3 separate regions of the Sus scrofa genome follow, and all the other regions are linked to region 3. The links are chromatin contacts, called in public HiChIP or PLAC-seq maps. All regions are on one chromosome and are shown on one strand. The core of a region is the stretch at or near the end of the contact, and the rest is flanking DNA. Distances in the headings are between cores, read along the strand shown. Region 1 overlaps LOC110257796 (a long non-coding RNA gene). Region 2 has its middle 95 kb from the start of TMEM164. Region 3 overlaps ACSL4 (acyl-CoA synthetase long-chain family member 4).

The links. HiChIP or PLAC-seq counts read pairs in DNA pulled down with a chosen protein or histone mark.
Region 1: a contact with region 3 is called in an H3K27ac HiChIP or PLAC-seq map of alveolar macrophages. The contact joins two enhancer-like sites. A contact is called at or near these places in 4 of 47 Hi-C or Micro-C datasets (adipocytes, adipose tissue, epiblast stem cells and 1 more) and 1 of 2 datasets of contacts at active chromatin or transcription factors (alveolar macrophages).
Region 2: an H3K27ac HiChIP or PLAC-seq map of alveolar macrophages shows a contact between it and region 3. The contact joins two enhancer-like sites. A contact is called at or near these places in 2 of 2 datasets of contacts at active chromatin or transcription factors (alveolar macrophages and skeletal muscle).

Annotation. Positions count from the first base shown.
Region 1 is chrX:89,947,695-89,951,023 of Sscrofa11.1, reverse strand. The region is part of intron 3 of LOC110257796 (a long non-coding RNA gene); the gene reads left to right. Among named protein-coding and RNA genes, the nearest start is that of ACSL4, 110 kb to the right of the region's middle. Within about 2 kb of position 1,488, at least 5 of the 83 cell types and tissues checked have an H3K27ac peak or open chromatin away from gene starts, as enhancers often do. A contact at or near this core is called in alveolar macrophages, where this site is marked.
Region 2 is chrX:90,009,024-90,011,875 of Sscrofa11.1, reverse strand. No RefSeq gene overlaps it. Among named protein-coding and RNA genes, the nearest start is that of TMEM164, 95 kb to the left of the region's middle. Within about 2 kb of position 1,260, at least 1 of the 83 cell types and tissues checked has an H3K27ac peak or open chromatin away from gene starts, as enhancers often do. A contact at or near this core is called in alveolar macrophages, where this site is marked.
Region 3 is chrX:89,804,501-89,807,731 of Sscrofa11.1, reverse strand. It overlaps ACSL4 (acyl-CoA synthetase long-chain family member 4), which reads left to right. Exons shown (of 16, transcript NM_001038694.1): 2 at 1,458-1,510. Among named protein-coding and RNA genes, the nearest start is that of ACSL4, 31 kb to the left of the region's middle. Within about 2 kb of position 1,886, at least 3 of the 83 cell types and tissues checked have an H3K27ac peak or open chromatin away from gene starts, as enhancers often do. A contact at or near this core is called in alveolar macrophages, where this site is marked.

The sequences.
Region 1 (3,329 bases), core at 239-2,738, 140 kb before region 3:
TTTTTCTCACATTATCCTCCATCATGTTCTATCACAAGTGATTAGACATAGTTCCCTCGCTGTACATGCAGCAGGATCTCATGGCTTATCCACTCATAGATGAATTTTTGAAAGCCATTTTCCTTTGACCCGGTTGGAGAAATGAAAAGTATGTTTGATAAGTTTGGGGATTCCTTTAGATTTGGTGTATTTCCAGTTTGGATGATAAAGTGGAAACTGTAGGCTTAAGTAACTTTTCGATTTCCAGATCTCATCTGGAAAGGAGCAGGTTCTCTTCCCGAGAAGGCATGATGAATAGATGAGTGCTTAGCGTTTTCCAAAGTGCTTACTATGCCCCAAGTGCCGTGTGAGGTGATTTAGCTCTTGTGAGAATCTTAGAGAATGGATGTTGTCATTCCCACTTGCTAGTTGAGAAATTAAGGCATATGGAGGTTAAGCAGCTTGCTTAATGTGACAGTGAAATGATAAAATTGAGGCAAACCCAGGTTCATCTGACCCAGAGTCAGGGCTTTTATCAGACACCACACGACCTAGGCTCTCTCTTTTATTCTACCAACTTTCTACTAGGTTGTGGTACGAGAAAGGTTATCCTGGAATTCCTATTGTGGCTCAGTGGTAATGAACCCAAACCCGACTGGTATCCATGAGGATCCGGGTTTGATCCCTAGCCTTGCTCAGTGGGTTAAGGATCAGACTTTGCCATGAGCTGTGGTGTCAGATCTGGCCTTGTGGCTGTGATATAGGCTGGCAGCTGCTGCTCCAATTCAACCCCTAGCCTGAGAACTTCCATGTGCTGCAGGTGCGGCCCTAAAAAGAAAAAAAGTTATCCTGACTATGGTGTGACGAGACCTTTAATCAAAATCAGACTGTCTCAAAACATGGTTCTAGTGTGCAATTAAATGGGAGGAAGAAAAAACCCAAACAACAAAGAAAACAGAGTTAGACGCTTTCAAGCTGGGGGGAGTCTGGGAGAATAAAACTTCCCCAGCTACACTTCCAGATGTGAAGACCCTACGATATTCTTAAGCTGTTCATTCAGCTTCCATTCTCTTTGCCTGAGAGTCCAGAGACCTGATGGCTCCAGTAGCAGGGAGAGTCATTGTCTTCAGGGCTAGAGGCACCAGTACCTTTGCGATGCTGGAGAAAAGTCCATCCAGCCTGAGATTTTTTTTTTCCTTTAAAGAAACCAGGTCTCGTGGGCTCTACAAAAGAAAGCCACGGCATTTATTGTGCTGTTCCTCACCTCACATCTGGGGCTAGATGTCAGAGGTGCCCAAACGTAGATCTCTTTCTTGGCTCCCAGCAGTGGAGGAGATGGAATAGCGGAAGTAAAAGCTCTCCATTTTGCGTGTGAGTAGAAGATAGGAAGTAGCCTTAAAGTTCCAAAGTGTCTGAGACACCAAGAATCACATGACTTTGAACACACTATACGGCTGATTGACCTTCCTGATTACAGCTCTCTGTAGCTGGTGTTATAACAACTTGGCACTTTAAACAGTTTTCGTGCCTATTATGTAACAAGGACTTTCAATAACACGTACACTCCAAGGGCTACGCTGCGAGCTTTACTTGCATTCTGTTCTTTAAACCCCACAGAAACCCTTCTCAGCAGTTACTAGTATTGTCCAAGCAATCCGTGCACATAGTTGAATGGATAGTACCAGGAGTCCTGGTATTGAAAAGAAAAAACAAACCCAGAAATCTCCACACTTCCCATTTCCTGTGTCCTTCTTTTAAGAGGGAACCACTCTCACTTCTCTTGGTTGGTTTGGGGGTTTGCTTTGGTATTTCAGTTCCTGACTTACAGTTGATACTGCTCTCTCTTGATGTTTTAATTTTAAGCATTTTCTATTTCCCTTTCTATATGAATTATCATGATTTTGTTCCCTTTCAACCCTCCCCCCTGCAACATACACATATACAAATGTCCTGTTTGGCTTGGAGTTGATAATAGTTTCCTTTTAGTTCACTCAGTTTTTTTTTTTTTTTTCTGGTCTTTTTAGGGCCACACCTGTGGCATAGGGGATTTTTCCCAGGCTAGGGGTTGAATCAGAGCTACAGCTACTGATCTACGCCACAGCCACAGCAGCACCAGATCCGAGCCACATCTGCGACCTACACCACAGCTCATGGCAACTCCGGGTCCTTGACCCACTGAGTGAGGCCAGGGATCGAACCCACATTCTCATGGATACTAGTCAGGCTCATTACTGCTGGGCCACAGTGGGAACTCCTCACTCACTTAGTTTTTATATGGTTATCATTACTAATCCAACCCCAGACTTCCCCAAATGATCTAATACTCTTCTCAATAAAGTCAACACATCAGATAATCTGATTTTTTTTTTTTTATGGAGACATCCTCTCAGAACCTTCCATCTACCTGTCTCTAGCCTACAGCATGGCTGTCTTCCCTTTACCTTCATCCTGGGACTTTTTGTCATCAGTCTCTTGTGTTGGACCCTTTGTTTCCTGGATCCCATGTCATCTTCTGGCCACTCCCTTGTCATGGTGATGCACACACTCCAATGGCTTCCTGCAAAGTGTTCATGGGAGGTAATTTTTTGAAGAGGTTATCCTTCAAATTCTGAAATTTTATGACCATGTGCCTCAGCATGTGTCTTATAGTCATTGTACTGGATACTTAGCCCTTAGGTAACTCATTTCCTTCTGCTGGGGGATATACTTCCATTATTCTGTTCGATTATTTCGGCTCCATTTTTCCCCTCTTCTCTCTCTGGGAGCTCACAATGGATAATGGTTCTTTAATTCTTATATCCTGTCTTTATTTCCTAACCTCATAGCCATTTAATTCTGCACTCTAGAGATTTTTAAAATATACGTTCTTTCTGCTGAATTAAAAACAATTCTACTCTAGTCGTTCGACTTTTTAAGAGCTCGTTCTTTTTTGGTCTTTTTGTCTTTTTAGGGCCACACCCTCGGCACATGGTAGTTCCCAGGCTAGGCGTCGAATCTGAAGTGGTAGCCACCGGCCTACGCCAGAGCCACAGCAGCGTGGGATCTGAGCCGTGTCTGTGACCTACACCATAGCTCACGGCAACGCCGGATCCTTAACCCACTGAGTGAGGCCAGGGATCGAACCCATGACCTCATGGTTCCTAGTTGGATTCGTTTCCGCCGCGCCGCGATGGGAACTCCTCTCTGAAAATCTTAATTACAGGGTTTATCTTATGGCTCCTTCTGCTCCCTGCATTGTTTCTATTTCTCCCCAGTTTCTTTTTCAATGTTTGTTTTAGTTTCTTTTTTTCTATTAAAGATATTTTTTCTCCAGCATTTGATTATCTTTAATTATTCGTTTGTATTTAGGA
Region 2 (2,852 bases), core at 11-2,510, 200 kb before region 3:
CAATATATGTCTCAGAGAAATGCCTGGCACATATTAAGTACTATATAAGTGCAAGCTATAATTATTATCAGCTAAAATCTCTGAGGAGTCGTCAAGAGATTTTAAGCAGATGAGTGTCCTGATCATCTGTGCTGTTTCAGAACACTCCCTCCAGCTTTAGTGTGGGGGGTGAACTGGTAAGGGGACAAGCAGGAGGGAAGGGACCCATTAGAAAGCTGTTACAGGGGTTCCCGGCATGGCTCAGTGGAAATGAATCTGACTAGCATCCATGAGGATGCACTTCCGATCCATGGCCTCACTCAGTGGGTTAAAGATCCAGCATTGCTGTGAGCTGTGGTGTAGGTCGCAGATGTGGCTTGGATCCCGCACTGCTGTGGCCATGGTATAGGCCAGCGGCTATAGCTCTGATTCGACCCCTAGCCTGGGAACCTCCATAGACTGTGGGTGTGGCCCTAAAAAAACAAAGAAGAAGAAGGAGAAGAACAAGAGGAAGAAGAAGAAGGAGGAGAACAAGAACAAGAAGAAGGAGAAGGAGAAGAACAAGAGGAAGAAGAAGGAGAAGAACAAGAACAAGAGGAAGAAGAAGGAGAAGAACAAGAACAAGAGGAAGAAGAAGGAGAAGAACAAGAACAAGAGGAGGAAGAAGGAGAAGAACAAGAACAAGAGGAGGAAGAAGAAGAAGGAGAAGAACAAGAGGAAGAAGAAGGAGAAGAACAAGAACAAGAATAAGAAGAACAACAAGAAGAAAGCTGTTATAGGTGAGAGATGCCAATGTCCTGGTTTAGGGTGGTGCTAATGGAAACAGAAAAATGGATTAATGCAGGGTATATTCTAGAAGTAGAGCTACCTCTTCATGGATAGATGTAGGTGATGACAGAGAGGGAGATAGAGAACACAGGAAGAGGTGCAAAGTTGTTTGTGGAGGTGAGGATGGTGGGTTGAATTAGGACCTTGAAGGGTTAGAGGTGCTTGTAAGACATCCATGAGGAAAAGTCCGGCTGGCTCTCAGAGCTATGGGTGTGGAATTCAGAAGAGAGAACTGGGCTAGAGATTTAGGAGTCATGAGCATACGGGTCATTGACCCATGGGTGTGGATAAGATTGCCTAAGGGAAAATATGTCTAGTGAGAAGAGAAGCCTGCCTAAGAAAGATCCTGCTGGTCACCAGCAGTGAAGAGAGGGCTGCAGGAAGAAGCATCTGCAAAGGAGAGTTAGAAGGAGTGGCCAGAGAGAAAGAGGAAAACCTGGAGGGCGTGATGACACATAAGCCAACGCAACATCTCATGAAGAGAACAGTGACTCAGCAGTGCCAGCGCTGCCTAGTGAAAGATAAAGGTCACAGAAAATGAGGGTTGAAAACATCCATTGAACGGACCAAGAAAGAGATCATTGGCTATCTTCATGAGAGTCATGACACTGGAATGGGGTGCAGGTGGGGAGATGTGGGGATTCCTTGTTCCAGCCTCTTTAAACTCTGAATGCGTGGGATTTATAGACCTTGGTGTTGAGTATCAATTCCTCTTCCTAAACAGAACCTTTGATCCCACAAGCTTCTTGAAGATATAGATTCATGAGTGGAATTTACAGCAACTGAGGTACTCCTTGACCAAGGACCTAACATTTATTGAATGCTAATGATTTTATTTATTTATTTATTTATTTATTTTTGTCTTTTTGCTATTTCTTGGGCCACTCCCGCGGCATATGGAGGTTCCCAGGCTAGGGGTCCAATTGGAGCTGTAGCCGTCAGCCTACGCCAGAGCCACAGCAGCGCTGGATCCGAGCCACGTCTGCGACCTACACCACGGCTCACGACAACGCTGGATCCTGAACCCACTGAGCAAGGCCAGGGATCGAACCCGCAACCTCATGGTTCCTAGTCGGATTCGTTAACCACTGCGCCACGACGGGAACTCCTCATTTTATTTATTTAAAAAAAATTTTTTTGGCCACATGCTGCAGCATGTGGAAGTACCAAGGCTAGGGATGGAACATTTACCACAGCAGCGACCTGAGCCACAGCAGTGACAACATCAGATCCTTTAACTGCCAGGCCAACAGGGAACTCCAAATGCTATTCATTTTACATGGATAATCTAATGTAATCCTGACACCTACCCTATGAGGTAGGGGCACGGCTAGAAGGCTTATGATGTGCCGAGTGCTTTCTTAAGTACTTCACATAGTCAACTTCTTTTTTTTTTTCTTTTTTTTTGTCTTTTTGCCATTTTCTTGGGCCACTCCCACAGCATATGGAGGTTCCCAGGCTAGGGGTCGAATTGGAGCTGTAGCCAGGGGCCTGCGCCAGAGCCACAGCAACGCGGGATCCGAGCCGCATGTGCAACCTACACCACAGCTCACGGCCACGCCAGATCCTTAACCCACTGAGCAAGGCCAGGGATCGAACCCACAACCTCATGGTTCCTAGTCGGATTCCTTAACCACTGAGCCACGACGGGAACTCCAGTCAACTTCTTTATATTCCCAGATAAGAATCTTGTGGCCCACATCACAGGAAAGACTTCGGCAGGGCTGGGTTTGGCCAGGATCAAGGAAGACAGAAACCAAGGTCCTCAGTCATGGGACAACTTCTGCTGCCTCTGGGCTTCAGGGAAATGTCTTTTCTGAGGAATGTAGACTGACAAGGGCATTTTCTTGTGTGGGTCTTGGAGCAGAACTGCCTGGAGCAGAGGCCATCTGATCAGGCATTGTTTTCGAATATCCTCCAGGAGGCCATGGTACATCACCCAGGGCCCATCTAAGATGATGCTCATTAAGGGGTAGAAGGCCTTGAACCACAGTCTTCTTTTGCTCTCCTTCTTAGGTACAGAGGAAGCTCTGGGGACTTCAGAA
Region 3 (3,231 bases), core at 637-3,136:
GTCGGTCTCGTTGGCTCGTCTCCTGTAGTCAGACTTTGTCTCTGAACTTGGCTCCTCTCCTGACTGTGGGAGACTTAAGAAGGACAAATGAAACCATTAAGATCACGACTCCTGCTACTTGTCATTTTTAAAAGTTTTAATTATATATTTTTATTGAGCTATGATCAATATGTAACGTTGTATAAGCTTAAGGCACACAATGGGTTGATTTGGTATATTTTTGTATTTTACAGATTACCACCTTAGCATTAGCTAACACCTCTATCATGTCACCTAACTATCATGTCTGTCTTGTGCCGAGAACATTTAAGACCTAATCTTTTAGTGATTCTCAAGTGTACAACACAGTGTTGTTGACCGTAATTACTACGCTGTGCATTAGATCCCCAGAACTTATTCATCTTCTGGGTGGAACCTTGAACCCTTTAACAACATCTCCCCAATTCCTCTACCACCCCAACCAGTCTCTGGCAAGCAGCATTCTACTCTCTGTTTCTTTAAGTTCAGCTTTTTTGGATTCCACATATAAGTGATATCACACCCTATTTGTCTTTCTTTATCTGGCTTATCTCACTAACTGTAATGCTCTCAGGGTCCATCTATGCTGTTGCAGAGAGCAGAATTTCCTTTTTTCTCGTGGCCAAGTATGCGCCACTGGATATATACATCACATTGTCTCCATCCAGTCGCTCCTTGGCAGACACTTAGGCTGTTTTCATGTCTTGACTATTGCGAATAGTGCTTCAATAAACATACAAGTGCATTGAAGAGATCTTTAATATCCTGTTTCATTACCTTTGCATGTATAAGCAGAAGTGGGAGCGGGATTGCTGGATCCTATGATAGTTCTATTTTTAATTTTTTTGAGGAACCGCCATGCTATGTTTTATAGTGGCCCTACCAACTTATATTCCTACCAACAGTGTGGGAGGGCTCCCTTTTCTCCACATCCTCACCAACACTTGTTATCTCTTGTCTTTTTGATGACAGCCATTCTAACAGGTGTGAGGTGCTGTCTCATTGTCGTTCTGACTTGCATTTCCCTGATGATTAGTGAGATTGGGCACCTTTTCATGTACCTTTTGGCCATCTGTATGTCTCCTTTGGAAAAGTGTCTACTCAGCCTTCTGCTTATTTATTTATTTATTTATTTTGCTTTTTAGGGCCGTACTTGCAGCATATGGAGGTTCCCAGGCTAGGGGTCGAAACGGAGCTGTAGCCACCGGCCTACGCCACAGCCCCAGCAATGCAGGACCTGAGCCACATCTGCGACCTACGCCACAGCTCATGGCAATGCCGAATCCTTAACCCACTGAGCAAGGCTAGGGGTTGAACCTGCAACCTCATGGTTCCTAGTTGGTTTCGTTTCCACTGCACCACGACGGGTACTCCGAAAGTTTCTTTTTAAAGATCTGTTCTCATGTCACTGTACCCATACATGTTGTCTTTTATTGCAGATTGAAAGCACGAACAATAGACAGGTTCTTCTTAAGAGAAAAAGAAGAAATCTGTAAGTATTTGTCCTTTAAAAATTCTAAATTTGTAATCTTGTCCGCTTTTGGAGAAAATTAAGTGACCAAACTCATAGTCATCTTTCCTCTTTATTTTGGAAAAACCCTGCCAATATTTATGTTTGTGTTAAAAAGGCAATATTTGGGAAATTAAAATAGGAAAACCTTTTGCTCTGTGCAGCTTCTAAAATTTAAACCATCTGTCACTCGTTTATGAAAGGGGAAGTGATAATTCAAATCTCAATACAGTCTTTTCCTTTTGAGTATCATCAAAAATGGAGTCACAGGTTGGAGTTTCAGTTCTGACTATGGAGGCATATAGGCTGTGGGTTTTTGACAAGCTACTTAGCTTCCCTTTGCCTCTATTTCCTCATCTGTAAACATGAGCTTAGTAGGAAGTGTCCAGGGAACAGATGGAGTTTAATCTGTAGTAGTGTCTACTTTCTCCAATAAATTGAAGCTTATTCTAGGTACTATTTCTCAAACTGATTTAAAGATATTTCTGATCTTCCAGAATCTAAGCATTATAGTACTGTCCTTCACTGAGGCACCTACTCTAGACCATAATATAGAATGAAAGGATGTAACAGAGCACCTAAAATTAGAATTTTAGTGTTTGAGCCTTAGCTCTTGAAAATTGCCTAGTCCAGGGGTTCCCAAACATTGACTTTGAGACCCGTACCCTGGCCAGTGAAGAGTTTTTACTGGCCTATGATGAAGTGAGGAAAATAAGGACTGTAGGCCATGGTATTTTTTAAAGCTCAACTTTTTTCCATTTAAAGAATTGCTTCTTATTATAAGATATATACTTCTAATTTTGGGGAATTTGACATGTTCTATATTTTATGAAATGATAGTGGTAGTAAATGATAGGTTTGGGGGATTTTTTTTTTCTTTTTATGGCCACACCTCCAGCATATGGAAGTTTCCGGGCTAGGGGTCAAATCAGAGCTGCAGCTGCCAGCCTAACCACAGGCACAGCAACGCATATTCTGAGCTGCATCTGTAACCTACACCACAGCTCACAGCAATGCTGGATCCTGAACTCACTGAGTGAGGCCAGGGGTTGAACCCATATCCTCATGGATACTAGGGTTCTTAACCTGCAGAACTACAATGGGAACTCCTGTTTTTTGTTTTTAATGTCTATACCTGTCATTGCCCTCACTGTCCTTCATTTTTAAAACTTTTACTGCTCCACGATATCTTACAATCTGAATCCAACTTTCTCATTTTACAGATGAGGAAACAACCAAGAGGTTATTTAATTTATTCCAGATCCTACAGCTCAGCAAGCTGCTGAACCAGGACTAAAACCCTGTATAGAATGCTGCCTCTCTTGTATTTCTTGTCTTCCAAGGATTGCTTTCATTATAATAGGTTATGAAATTGAAACAGTCTAGTAGTTCTTATATGCTAATGAATATTTTTGAATTCCAAGTATAAAGAAATTCAAAAAGACTCAATGTTCTTATATGTCCAAGTGCTAAAGTCTACTGATTAGCCTGCATCAGAAAAATCTTAAACATGACCAAAGGCTTTAATCAACAGACCAGAATTAGCGCTCTTTCTCTGTCTCTCTCTCTCTCTCACACACACACACACACACACACACACACATACACCCTACACAGATAGATAAAAATTTACAGTAATTGGCCCTCAGCCCATCTAGATGTGTGAGAGAAAAAAACCACCAAGGTGGAGGATTAGGAGTTGC